Regions from separate parts of the Sus scrofa genome. Here region 1 is linked to region 2. The links are chromatin contacts, called in public Hi-C maps. All regions are on one chromosome and are shown on one strand. Each heading gives the region's core, a stretch centred on a gene start, on an enhancer-like site or on the middle of the called end of the contact. The rest is flanking DNA. Distances are from core to core; before and after follow the strand shown.

Evidence for each region. Hi-C and Micro-C count contacts between places; a contact is called where the count stands out from the background.
Region 1: a Hi-C map of fetal liver shows a contact between it and region 2, with 1.9 times the contacts expected there. The contact joins two enhancer-like sites. A contact is called at or near these places in 4 of 47 Hi-C or Micro-C datasets (embryonic fibroblasts, epiblast stem cells, fetal liver and 1 more).

Annotation. Positions count from the first base shown.
Region 1 is chr12:18,590,087-18,596,257 of Sscrofa11.1, reverse strand. All of the region lies in intron 2 of ADAM11 (disintegrin and metalloproteinase domain-containing protein 11), which reads left to right. Among named protein-coding and RNA genes, the nearest start is that of ADAM11, 4.2 kb to the left of the region's middle. Within about 2 kb of position 4,882, at least 7 of the 83 cell types and tissues checked have an H3K27ac peak or open chromatin away from gene starts, as enhancers often do. A contact at or near this core is called in fetal liver, where this site is marked.
Region 2 is chr12:18,512,360-18,519,177 of Sscrofa11.1, reverse strand. EFTUD2 (116 kDa U5 small nuclear ribonucleoprotein component) reads right to left here. Exons shown (of 28, transcript XM_003131332.4): 24 at 6,071-6,189; 25 at 5,870-5,964; 26 at 5,273-5,426; 27 at 4,987-5,094; 28 at 4,185-4,643. The coding sequence ends at 4,548. HIGD1B (HIG1 domain family member 1B) reads left to right here. Exons shown (of 4, transcript XM_005668737.3): 2 at 2,139-2,301; 3 at 2,826-2,960; 4 at 3,597-3,745. The coding sequence ends at 3,661. Among named protein-coding and RNA genes, the nearest start is that of HIGD1B, 7.4 kb to the left of the region's middle. Within about 2 kb of position 4,322, at least 10 of the 83 cell types and tissues checked have an H3K27ac peak or open chromatin away from gene starts, as enhancers often do. A contact at or near this core is called in fetal liver, where this site is marked.

The DNA.
Region 1 (6,171 bases), core at 3,633-6,132, 77 kb before region 2:
CTCAGGGCCCCGGAGTTCCCACCACAGCCACCCTCAGTGGACTTTGGGGGAACAGCTCTGTGCTTGCTCCTGCCTCAGTTTCCCCCTAACAGAATCATTCTCCTTCCTGTGCTCGCTGAGGGTGGGGCCATGGGAGAGGGCTCGAGGCCCCAGGCTCCTCCACACACGCTGACGGCACTCACCCCCTGTCCCTTTCAGCTGCCAGGCCCCTCCTGCCTCCCTGAGGAAGATTAGGAACGAAGGAGATTAATTGCAATTAATAATTAATTAATATCATGTGAATAATAATCACCCAGATGGAATATTCATTCAGAACGCCTCGGCTCTCCAGGAGCTCCAAGCTGAAAGTTAGCCAGGCCAAGGGGGGTGGCGAGGGCGGGATGGCGAAGGCCTGGCAGAAGCAGGAGGTGGAGAGGAGAGACAGTGGCGGGGGTACACCCGAGGTCCGTGAAGTTTGGGCAGCTGGGAGTGGTGGGAGGTAAACTGGGCCGGGCAGAGGGAGGAAGGAGGGAAACGGAGGCTAACATTATGGACATCTGTCAGACTGGCATCTGGCCCTGCCTAATGTACTTGGTTAAAAGCCCTTAGGGGGGGTGGAGGGGGGTGGGGGGTGCAGGGGACGGAGTCTCGGGAAATGGAATGGAGCAGGAAGCCGGCATGCATAATAGATGGACCATCCGTCAAGGGCAGTGCAGGAGGGGGGAGGGGTGGTTAATGGTCCCGAGCAGGCGGGCCTGGTGAGGATGGGGGGGAGGGGAAGGAGGTGGGGGCTACCTGTAGGGCCTGCCCAGGCTTCCTGGCAGGTGGTAGATGGGCAGTAGGGATGGGGTGCCCTGGGTGGGTTCGGCCCTTAGCCTGGCTTTCTTTCCTGGCGCCCCGCTACCTGTGAACTCTGCGCCCAAGGCTGTGTTGGCTGGAAGTGGCTGCTGGGAGTCCACCCAGGCTGGTGCTTTAGGAGAGGCCCCGACTGGAGAATGGGTCAGAGGACAGGGATGAGGGAGAGCTGGGGGCCAGGGAGGGGTGAAGTGTGGCTGCGCCTGAAGCTTGGTCCTTCCCGAAGGGAGAGAGTGGGGGCAGGATTTTGAGGTACGGTGGTGCCTGCCGGCGACTGTGGGGAGGTCAGGGTGGGTGCGTTTGGACTGGATGGCTGGAGTCTGCAGAGGACGGGGGTGGGGATGTCTCAGGGTGTCGTTCTGCTGGGTGACCGGGTGGCACGTGTGCATGCGTGACATGTGCGGGTGGCCAGGTCTGAATAAGCCCAACGGGGTGTCTGGGGGTGGGAGTGGAGGGTTCTGTGGCTCTGTGGGACAGGGCTCCCCTCCAGTGGGCATCTCCATGGGACTGAGCCTTCCCTGGGACCTCACTGCAGCCTCCCCAGGGGACTAATGCGTCACCTGCCTTGTCTGTACCTCAGTTTCCCCTGAGGAGGCATTCTCATGACCCTGTAAAGCAGGTAACTTTTGTTGGCCCATTTTACAGATGTGCAAACTACAGCTCAGAGAGGTGAAGTAACTGGCCCAAAGTCAATGAGGTCTTAATCAGTAGAGTCATTTTCTCCAACACCAGGGCACTCCCCACTGTGCTGTCCCGCCTCGGGCGCTCTCTGGATTTTGGCACAGCGGGCACTCCCCAACCCCATCCAGCCCAAGGTGGAAGAGGAGCAAGGGAGACTCAACAGACATGTGCAGAGGCTTCTCCCCTGCCCGGAAGGAGGCCCCTCTACCTCCCCCTGGGCGTTCCTCCCTGGAGCACTTAAGGCCTCAGAACCTCAGTGGCTGATGGTGGAGCCAGTGCAGCCTTGAACCCAACATCCCCACAGGAAGGGCCCCACCCTGCCGCTGGGAGGCTTTGTTCTAAGATGCCCCGGCACTGCTTTAGGACCTCAGGCCAAGCAAAGTGTTGGGTCAGCAGCAAGATCTCCATCTGCCGTGGGTCATGTGGCAAGTTTGGGGGCACGCGCTGGCCGCAGGGCTGGGGTGACAGGGCCCATGCTAACCTGCCCTGGCCCCGGGCTTGGCCCAGCACCTAGCACGGAGCCCTAGTTTGCGGATCCCTCAAATCAGGATGATGAGAGCAAGCATCTCAGACCACCCAGTGCCAGGAGGGTGTGATGGGAAAGGAGTCCTGGCTTTCGCGAGGGGGCCTGGGGAAGAGGGCAGCTGGCCAGGAAGGGATTAGAAGCTAGAGAAGTTGCCATTTACTGGGCCCTCAGTGGAGCAGGAATTCTTCTCTTTTTCTGTGTTACTGATTTTTTTTTTTATCCTCAGTGCAACTCCAGGAGGTGAGGCTATTATTATTCCTGTTTCACAGATGGGGAAAACAGGCACAGAGAGGTGAAGTAACTGCTGCAGGTCACACAGCCCTTAAATAGCATGGTCAAAACTGATGCCTAGAACAGCCCTCTTAGCCAGTGCGCGCTGGCCTCGTGTTTAGGGGTACAGTGAAGAGGGGCACGGGGGACTCAGCCCTCTTTGCCACGACTCTCAACACTCACTTCTGCCCAGTTTAGAAGCAGGCTGGGCCTGAGAGATGGGGAAGCTTCTGGAAGTGCAGAAACCTGTGATCACAGGGAGCCTGCAGCTGGCAGATAAGGTGGCAGAACAAGCAGGGCCACAGTGTACAGTTGGACTGGTTGTTCACTGCACAAGCGTGCCTGGGCCAGTGGGCTGAATGATGTCAGAGAGCTCATGGGGCTGCGTGTGTTCTGAGGGGATTCTTGTTCTGATCCACACAAAGCTGCTGTGTGGGTTGTGCCTGCTGCTGGGAAACCCAGACTCCTTCAGAACCACAGAGAGGGTGGGATGTGGGAAAGGGAACAGGTGGATGGAGGGACCCAGGCCCCGGAGTCAGACCCACATCCCAGCCAGCTGGGGGAGGGACCTCAGTCACTGGGCTGAGCTCCTGTGAGAGCTGCCCAGGCCAGCATTTGCTGGCAACGCCACCTGGAAGCCCTTGACTGAGGGCGTGTGCTGCGGTGTTTGTATTTTCTTGATGTCAAGGGCTGGGGGGCAATTAGGCAAGGCTCGGTCCCCAGCCCTTGCAAGATGGCAGGCCCAGGCAGGGAGTCACAGGGTCTGGGCCTGGAGCCCAGTACCCCACTAGGGCCAAGACCTTGCTGTGGTTTCTGCGGCTAAGGTCACAGCTCTGCCCTAGGATCAGAGGCAGGAAGGGTTCCTGGGAGGGGGCTGGGGGCTGGAAGCCAAGGCTAGGATCTGCACTGGGCTCAGCTTGCTCCAGGGAGGGCTGTGAACCCCACCTGCCATGGAATTGAGCAGAGGGAGACTTCACGCAGGAAGCCCAGCTGCTGTTTGAAAGGCCGCACCCAGTAGCTTTGGGGCGGGACAGCCTCCGTGGGTCCCGGCTTCACTGCTTCTGACTGAGTGACCTGGGCGAGCCTCTGAAGCCTTCTGACCTTCACATTCCCCATCCGTGACATGGGGGTAGGTCTCCACCCGCTCAGGCTGCTGCCAGCATTAGACGAGATGATGGGTGTCGGGTGTCCTGCCAGGATCCAGCAAGAGCAGATGTTCAGCATCTGTGAGGCCCACTCTCCCTCCTGAGGGAGGCAGTGGGTAGGTGTGGCATGGAACTGGGTGTCAGAAACAGGAGCCAAGGCCTTTGGGGGTTACCTGTCAGGCTCTGGGCAGGTCGCAGTGGGGGCGGGGGAGGGGAGCAACGAGGCAGGCGTCTTGAGTCCGCCCCAGCCAGACTCTGGCCTGTGGGCTTGGCCTCGCATTAGCACCCTTCCTGGCTGCCTAGAGGGACCCAGCTGCCCAGTGTCTGTCCCCAGAGGGACAAATGACCCTGTAAGGAAGTGACTCTGTCCTCAGAAATTTAGGTCAAATCCCATTATCAGAAATTCATCCAACTGTTCTATCGGCGACTTCCGCTGTCCTGCTATACATGGAGCCTCAGCACATCTTGGGGGACCCAGGGTGGGGTGGGGGATTTCTCCCAAGTGGTCCCCCCAGCTTCTCTGGCTCCTCTCCATCTGCTGCCAGCAGCCCATGTGGTTTATCCAGTTCCTCAAGACCCCGTTCAGGGGAGTTCCCATCATGGCTCAGAGGTTAACAAACCAGACTAGTATCCATGAGGACGCGGGTTCGATCCCTGGCCTCGCTCAGTGGGTTAAGGATCCGGTGTTGCCCTGAGCTGTGGTGTAGGTCGCAGACAAGGCCCAGATCCCATAGTGCTGTGGCTGTGCGTAGGCCTGTAGCTGCAGCTCTGATTTGACCCTTAGCCTGGGAACTCCACGTGCCATGGATGCAGCCCTAAAAACACAAAAAAAGAAGGGCTTTCATTTAGCCTTCATGACAACCTCATTTTACTGGACGAGGAGACTGAGGGTAAGCAGCTCACTCGGGCCTCCTGATGCCTCTCCATTAATGTAAGTGTTGAATGCCCAGGCAGGAGAAGGGCAGGTGTAGCCTGAGCCCCAGGGGACTAAAGGCCACCCGTGTGAAGAGGTGAATCAGTGACCGAAGAAACTGACATGGCTGAGAGCCAGGAATGGAGAGGGGCCAACGCCCTGCGGGGTGGGAGGGCGCAGGCTTTGTGGATGAGGCTGTGGCCCGAGATGGAGGTTCGGGAGGAGGGGTTCAGGGTGACTGTTTGAGGGGAAGCTCCTGGATGTTCGAATTTTCTGGGCCATTTGGGAACCCGAAGGATCTTTGGGTCCCCCTTCCCGAGACAGTGGTTCTGGAGGTCCATGGTGGAGCCTTGGCACCTGTATTTGTGATTCTGGGATTTCAGTGCCTCCTGGCCTCTGCCCTCATATCTGGTGGGGGCCAGCAGGTGCCTGGAGCAAGGACTGGCTGGTGACAGGGAAGCCTTGGGGAAGGCAAAGTCACCGCAGCCAGGTGGCCACAGCGGCCTTGAGAGACAGAAAGTCCAGCCTGAGGGTGAGCCTTGACCCAGCTCCTCCCCAGCGTGGCCCTGGGCCAGTCACCTCCAAGTGTCTCTCCCGGAGCCTTGGCCTGGCGTTTAGAAAATGAGCACCAGACGGCCTGGGCCAGTTGAGGTCAAGTGAGCCTGAGCACCTGAGAGCTGATGGCCCGGGGACAGAAGGCAAGCGCAGGGCACAGGGTGGAGACCCGGGCGGCCTGTCACCAGCAGCGGTACAGAGGAGGGCAGCAGTCGGGACAGCAGGTGCTCCCCAGGGAGGGACTGAGGGCTCACGGGAGAGGTCAGGGTCTGGACAGGGCAGGAGGCGAGCCCGGCCGGAGCGGTTGGGCTTTGACAGAGCACAGACAGAAAGCTTGGCTGGGGGCGGGTGTGTGTGTGTGTGTGTTGGGCGTGGGGACTTAAGATTCGAATGCCAGCAGGAGCCCCCTCCCCAGGCACCTGGGGTACAGAGATCCCAGGGACTGAGGTGGATTTGCCTGATCTTTCTCTTCCTGCAGACAGAAGGTGTCCCCTTGTGTCCCCTGCTTTAGCCCAGGCAAACCTGCCCTGCCATCAGCTTTCCCTCGTCTTCTTCCCGGGCCTGCGTCCCAGCCCCAGCAGCTGTCCTCACACTGCCCAGTCGCTGCTCCTACCCGGCCTGAGCTGCGTCTTGCTGGGGAACCATTAGGACTTGCTAGGGAGGGAGGGGGATGTGGCCTTGGCAGGTGGCAGGAAGTGGGGGGGACAGAGAGGACCTGGTGTCTGCTCCCCACCAGTCTGGGCCTTCCCCTGAGTCGGGGTCACCTTGGTCCGCACAGAGAGAAGCCAGAGGGGTTTGCTCGCTGACCTCCTGAGTAGAAGAGATTCTGCAAGCCCCAGAGTTGGCTCTTCCAGAATCCCCCAGGCCCCGGACAACCCCTGCGGTGCAAGCCAGCCTCACAGCCTTGCCCTGGGCTGGTCTTACCCTTTCCATGGGGAAGAGCTGAGACTCAGACAGATTGCTGGATCATCCCCCGAGGCTGCCAGCCTGAGAGAATGGGATCAAGGCAAGGGGCCTGGCCAGGCTGCTCCCCCGGGTGGCCAGTGTGGGGTCAGGCATAGAGGCTTTCAGTGAGGGGGCAGAATGAACAAGCGGGCACAGACCCGAGGGCAGGGGAGGGCAGGGATGGTCCAGACCAAGGTATCAGGGACAGAGCTAGCCGGGGCAGGGGGAGAGTGGAGACGTCTGGGCCAAGGTGGGGAGAGGGAAGCAGTGACTCCTTGTCCTTGACTTTCTATTTCAAGTGT
Region 2 (6,818 bases), core at 3,073-5,572:
GCTCTCCACGGCACAGCCTATCTTTTTCCATTTCTCAGCAAGAAGGTACTTTGGGGAGCTCCCTCAGGGCTCAGCGGAAATGAAGCTGACTAATATCCATGAGGATACAGGTTCGATCCCTGGCCTCACTCAGTGGGTTGGGGATCCGGCTTTGCTGTGAGCTGTGGTGTAGGTTGCAGACATGACCTGATCTGGCATTGCTCTGGCTATGGTGTAGGCCAGTAGCTACTCGCCTGGGAACCTCCATGTGCCGTGGGTGCGGCCCTAAAAAGACAAAAAAAGAAAAAGAAAAGAAAAGAAAAAAAGTACTTTGGAGCCAAGCAGACCTAGGTTCAGATCCTGACACTGTCATTTGCTAGCTGTGTACCCTTGAATAATTCATGTAGCCTCTTAGAAGCTTATTTCCTGGTCTATGAACAAGCGGCTGCTTACTGTGTAGAAGGGTTGAAAGGTCTGAAATGTAAATGCCTCAAACGGAATAGATGATAATGCTGGTCGTTGTCACCTCGTTAACCTGAGTGAGCATCATCCCACAGGCAATAAGAAGGGCTCTGAAGATGTGAGGGAAGTCCTGGATGATTCAAATTCCTGGACAAATCTCCCTGGTCTAGAAAACTTCCTTGGAGGGATCAAGACCAAGACCAGAAGGTCTATCTCTCATAATTAAGGCATTTCATTTACATCCCATAATTAAGGCATTTCTTTTTAGGGCTGCACCTGTGGCATATTCCCAGGCTACAGGTTGAATTGGAGCTACACCTGCCGGCCTCTGCCAGTCACAGCAACACAGGATCTGAGCCACCGTGTCGCGACCTGCACCACAGCTGATGGCAACGTCAGATCCTTAACCCACTGAGCACGGCCAGGGATCAAACCCACGTCCTCATGGATACTAGCTGGGTTTGTTACTGCTGAGCCATAGCAGGAACTTTTCCACATTGTTTCTAAGAGTATTTGGGGCAGTATAACTTGGGGAAGAACCTAGGATCTCCACCCATCCTTGGCTATGTTCCCATGCCAGTTCTCCATACCAGGTCCATCGCTGACCCAGCCACTTACATCCACAGGCTGAATCGAGGTAAGGGCTCCCCTCCACCTGATCTTTCATTTCTTTCCAGTACTCGGAGCTCCAGCTTGGAACTCAGCAGATGGGGGGTTAAGATTGGTGCCCTGTCCTATCTCCTCCCCTCTCCCTTCCTGACTTCAAAGTCTCCATAAAGCCGGTCACTGCTTCCCTGACCCCAGAGTGGCAGCTCTATCATCAGCTCTTGGCCGTTTTAAAACAGCAGACGCTGAGCCCTTGCTAGGCTGCTCGCACCCCACTTTCCAGCCATCTCCCAGGGTAAGCGCTGGCATGCTGAGGACCTGTGGGGCCCACAGTTCCTGCTCCTCCAGGAGAGGGGGAACTAGGAATAGAAATTACCTCAAGAGGGGACTTTGTCTCATGCTTAGATCTGGAAGGCATCCAGCAGGCAGAACCCCTGATTTAAGGACCAGGACTCTGGGACTTTGTCTAGTCTGTGATCAGACATTTACAGGGGTTTGCAAAGTAGAGTAAGAGGGGTCCGCCACCCAGGGATGAGGCAGGGGGTTGGCAACTGCAAAGAACCTGGCAAGAGATGGACCTGGAGACAGGGGAGCCCCCAGGGACTGGAATTTGTTCTGTTAGCCTAATGTCCAAAATCTACATGAAATTATACACAAATCCATGTTTAATGGTCTCAATCTCTGGCTCTGGTGATTGGGTAACCAGTGCTGTCACATCGTCTGGGATGGCTCTGCAGTTTCCTTAGGAACAACCATCACAGACTCGAGGCCAGTGGGGAACCCAAGGCTAAAGGCCTGTTCCTCCCACCCTCGTGTGGATTTTTCCAGCTGCTTTTCTTGGCCCAAGGATCATACCCATAGAGACACAGATGGAAGAGGGGGAAGCAGAGAAAAGGGCAGAGTCAGAATGAGCTGGGGAAGAGACAGATGTTAAGAAGCAGCGATGGAGAAATGGTGCTAGTGGTCCAGCCACCGGAGACAGTCACCTGGGACATCTTTTCAAGCAGCGGCTGTGCCGGGCACGGTAAGACAGTCTCAGAGCAGCATCTTCCTCCTGCCCACCCGACTGAGAACTGGAGTTTGTATTGCAGGTGCCTCCTTCTAGGACTGGGCTGAAGCCTCAGGAGACCCAGCTGCTAACATCTGGGGGCGGGATCATGTCTAACAAAGGCTGGTGGGCACCACCCGAGGGCGAGGACAGCGTGTCTGAGAAGCTCCTGAGAAAGACCAGGGAGTCTCCGCTGGTGCCTGTAGGTGAGTAGGAAGAAGCGGGGGGAGTAGGGGGCCTTCTCTCGGAGAGGACACGTCTCCTAGTCCTTTCAAAGAATGAAGCACAGAACTCAAGTGGTCCTACCCACTGAGTAACCAACAGCAAAGGTGCCAAGGGACAAAGGGACACATGCTGACAATGAAACTAAGGGAGTCTGGGTGGGTGGAGATGGCAGCCAAGATGGGCACAAGTTTGGGGTCCCCCAGGGCTTCTTCCCCCCAGGCCCTGGGAGAGCAGAACAGCTGTGGGAGCTGGCAGTGGTTGGAGAAGGGCCGGGGCAGAGCTAAGAGGGATGGGAGAGTCATGACGATGGGCTGTTTGTACAGGGAGGAGGGTATTCACTTCACACTGAGAAGAAACAACTCAATACTCTGATGACAGCCCCTACCCACCCCCAAAGCAGCAGCACAAAGGCAGGTGATTATCCAGCCTGCTTAGTGAGGTGTCCCTCAGAAAAGCGATGTGCTTGGTGACTGGGGCCCAAGGGTCACGTTTTCTGCCTATTCAGGCTTAGGGGGCTGCCTGGTGGTGGCAGCATACAGGATCTACCGGCTGAAGGCTCGCGGTTCCACCAAGATGTCTATACACCTGATTCACACCCGAGTGGCAGCGCAGGCCTGTGCTGTGGGTGCGATCATGCTGGGTGAGTAGCTGGTGGGGTCACGGGAGAGTGGGGAATAAAAAACATTAGGCAAAATCTGGCTGTGAGTCCTGATAGTTAAGGGAGCAGAAGTTCAGTCCCTTTCCCCTCTACCAGGCTCCACACTGTGTTCCTGGTGAAGCCCTCGGCCCGAGATGAGTTTACTGGGCTCCCTGTTTATATCTCCTGTGTTCCAGGGGATGGCACCCAGTTGGTTTCATGAGTGTGTCCTAGAGGTGAGATAAGCCATGCAGCAGAACTTATGCTGAACTTTTCTGGATCAAAAGGCAGACAGCTACTCACTAGCTAGGCGACAGTGAACGAATCCCTTTCTCTGAGTCTGGGGCAATGGTCACACTCCGGCTCGCCTCCCTCACACACCGCAGGGAGGCTGCTCAGAGAATCTGTGAGAGGGCTTCGGGAACTGGCAGGCTGTTTCCCGGGCCATGTGGCCAGGTGTTTGTAGCAGCTGTTGAGACCTGGGGCGGAAAGCTGAGCAGGGAAGCTGGACTCTCCAGGGAACGGGGCATGTGTTGGCCCCTGGGAGCCTGCGGCTGTTACTCCTCTGGACACCTGGGAGAGCCCGAGGCCGGGCGGAGGTGCCAGGTCATGGGCTGTCTTTCCTTGTCCCCGACACAGGCGCTGTGTATACAATGTACAGAGACTACTGCAAGAGAGCAGCGCAGGACGCCGGGGAGAAGTAGGATTCCTCCCTGCAGGGCCCGGGGCAGCTGGAAGCTCTTCCATCAAGCCCTGGTATGCACCTAATAAAGTGGTTTTGAGGCAAATCAACAGTGTCTTCTTCACACAGGGGACAGAAGAGTAAGGCTGGTGGAGGGACTCAGAGCAAAGGGCTGGAAATCATAGTCCTGGCCCCCGGCTCCAGGGCACGGGAGACGCGTCAGGGGCAGGAGGAGGTGGAACGGACCTCTGATTCCATAGACCCAACCACTCCCAAGCGACCTCAGGACCCACCCACCAGGAGCGGGAGCTGGAGACAGTCCAGGGCACTCAATGCTGGTGGGAACACTGAATTAAGAGGCAGGCGTCCCTCCCCCTGCAGGCCGCCTCCCCGGGGAGCCAGGCCGGAAGAAGGCTACAGCTGGGAGCAAGAGGCAGTGAAGCCTCCTGGGGGCCAACATACATCCAGAACCCAAGTGCCAGGACGGGACTGTGCTGGAGGACAGGGCGGAGGGTGGGGATGAAAGTAACAGATCAAGGCAGAGGTCAGAATGTTCTGTTCACTTAAAAACCATGTCTAAGGTCAAACTTGTATTTAAAAAAAAAATCCTGAGGACAGGGCCCTGTGGGGCTCAAAACTTCCATCCCTGTCTCCTTCCCTGAGCCCAAGCTCCTCTCTGTTCTCCGGGAATGGAGCCAGGCAGAGGCCACAGTAGGGACCAGAAGGCCAAACACTCTTCCCTCTGGGGAGGGGCTCTGTGTTGGAGGCTTGGAGGCTCCTGGGTTAGGGACGACCGCCGCAGCGCCCAGACACACTCTCGCGACGTGGAGTCCAGGTCACACCAGGTCCCAGCTCGAGTCCAGGAAGCCGCCCCGCGCAGGGCACAGGAGCTGCCAGGAGTCCAGCGCTCACATGGGGTAATTGAGCACAACATCCTGCTTGGCGAGCTCCAGCAACATAGGATCATCGAAGAACTTGCTGATGCTCACGTCCTCACTCAGGCCCTGCAAAGTGGGGGCGAATGCAAGCAATGAGCCCGGGTGGCGGGGGACTGACCTGTGCTTGAGCTGGGGGTCAGGTCGGGGGGTGGGGGGGATGTCAGCCGAGCTTATTTCTGGAGCCCTGCCTTCAGGGTGTCATCAGGGGGAGAAGAAGGCTCTCCCTTCCTGGCCAGACTGGGCCTCAGGTCCAGCTGGCTGATGCCTACACAGACGGTGTCTCTCCATGCTGTGGGGTAAACTGCTCTCAGTCTTTAGAGAAAGGCCAAAAGGCAAGAAATGAACTGATCTAACTCCTGCCAAGACCCCTGGGGGTGAGGGGACGGCCATGGGCCCGAGGGGCACGTACCTTCCTGCGACGGGTTTTGATCATGAACTCTCGGGCCAGGTGAGGAGCTGGCTGTGGCTCCAAGGGGCGGATGACAATGCTCTTGTCCAGAGGATCACCGGGTACGATCTGAAAGGCAAAGTGGTTTCAGATGTTCCAGGCCGACCTCCCAGACTCAGGCCTAGAAGCAGGACTCTCCCCTAGGATGCTGGTAACCCCACTCAGGGCCCGGCAGGGGAAGAGGTCGGAAGGGACTGGCCCTGCAGAGGTGAGAGGCCACCCTGGGCAGCCAGTACCGTTTTCTTACCTGCCAATGGTGGAAGACAGACAAGGAAAAGGCCTGCCCCTGCGTGTGAGTCCGCAGATCAGTCTCGAAGCCAAAAGAGTCGATGGCCGGGATGAAAGCTTTGATGGTGTAGAGAGGGGAGCCAGGGATGGGAGCATCCTGAGTCACATGTCCCCTGAGACAGAAAAACAAAGGCTGAGTTCCCAGTCCTGCAGGGGTCAAAAGCAGAGAAGCGGCATACCCCCAAATGTTGACCATCAAAGAATCAGCACAAGCGTGCTAGAGAGGGCAGGGAGGGCCTGGGGCTCCAGCGAGTTCCCTGGGGAAGTCAAAGGGGCAGCGACCTCTGGGCAAGAGCGGAATGTGGACTGGACAGACACTCTCATCATGGGCACGTTCCCGTGCGTCCTCCAGGAACTGAAGAGGGGGCTCCAGGAGAAACCTCAGATTTTAAGCTGAGGTCAGGCTGGAGACGGCCTCCTTCCTTTCCTCCTCCCTTCTAAAAACCAGCTCACCAGTTTTCAGGACTGGAGAGTCTGGGGAGGCCAACCCCTCCCTCTCCCCCCAGCAGCTGAGCTGCCCCTCGCCGCACTCTCCCTAAGGCGTCTGGCTGCTCACCTGCGCCTGGCCAGGACGGTGTAGACGGCAGAGACACAGTCTGCAGGGGCCTGGACCTCTACAAAGTAGTAGGGCTCCATCAGACGAGGAGTGGCCTGCAAGAGAGTAAGAAGAAAGGGTTCCTGGATTAGAGAAGGCTGGGGACTGAGAACCTGGCGAGCGGACAGGCTGGGGGGCGACAGCCTGGGCCCATGCCCTTACCATGAGGAAGGCAGAATAGACAACTCTCCTGGCTGTGGGGATGATTTGGCCCCCGCCCCGATGCAGGGGCTCCTGGGCAACCACTGCATCCAGGATCTTAAACTTGACATTTCGAATCACTGAAAAGCAAAAAGGAGAGCTGACTTAGGAGTGGTTCTGGCAGTAGTCAAGGGCACAAGGGCAGAGCAGCACTGCAGCTGCCTCAGGGCCAAGAAAGAGCCCCCTGCAGATGCGCATTCTAGTAGCATATGCGGAGGTCAGAGGTAAGCAGATGCCCGCAGTGCTGGTTTTAGGCCACGCTCGGACAGCATAAAGTGTCCCTACACATTTTCTTTTGCAGATATTTAATTATATGGGGATACGATTAATTCTAGCAATTGTACATGTGTTCCTCCCTCAGTCCCAATCCTGGTCTATAAACCACTCCAATCCCATCTTCCTTTTTCTTTGTCTTTTTTTTGTTGTTGTTGTTGTTGTTGTTGCTATTTCTTGGGCCACTCCCGCGGCATATGGAGGTTCCCAGGCTAGGGGTTGAATCGGAGCTGTAGCCACTGGCCTACGCCAGAGCCACAGCAACTCAGGATCCGAGCCGCGTCTGCGACCTACGCCACAGCTCACGGCAACGCCGGATCGTTAACCCACGGAGCAAGGGCAGGGACCGAACCCGCAACCTCATGGTTCCTAGTCGGATTCGTTAACCACTGCGCCACGACGGGAATTCCTCTTTGTCTTTTTAGGGCTGCACCTG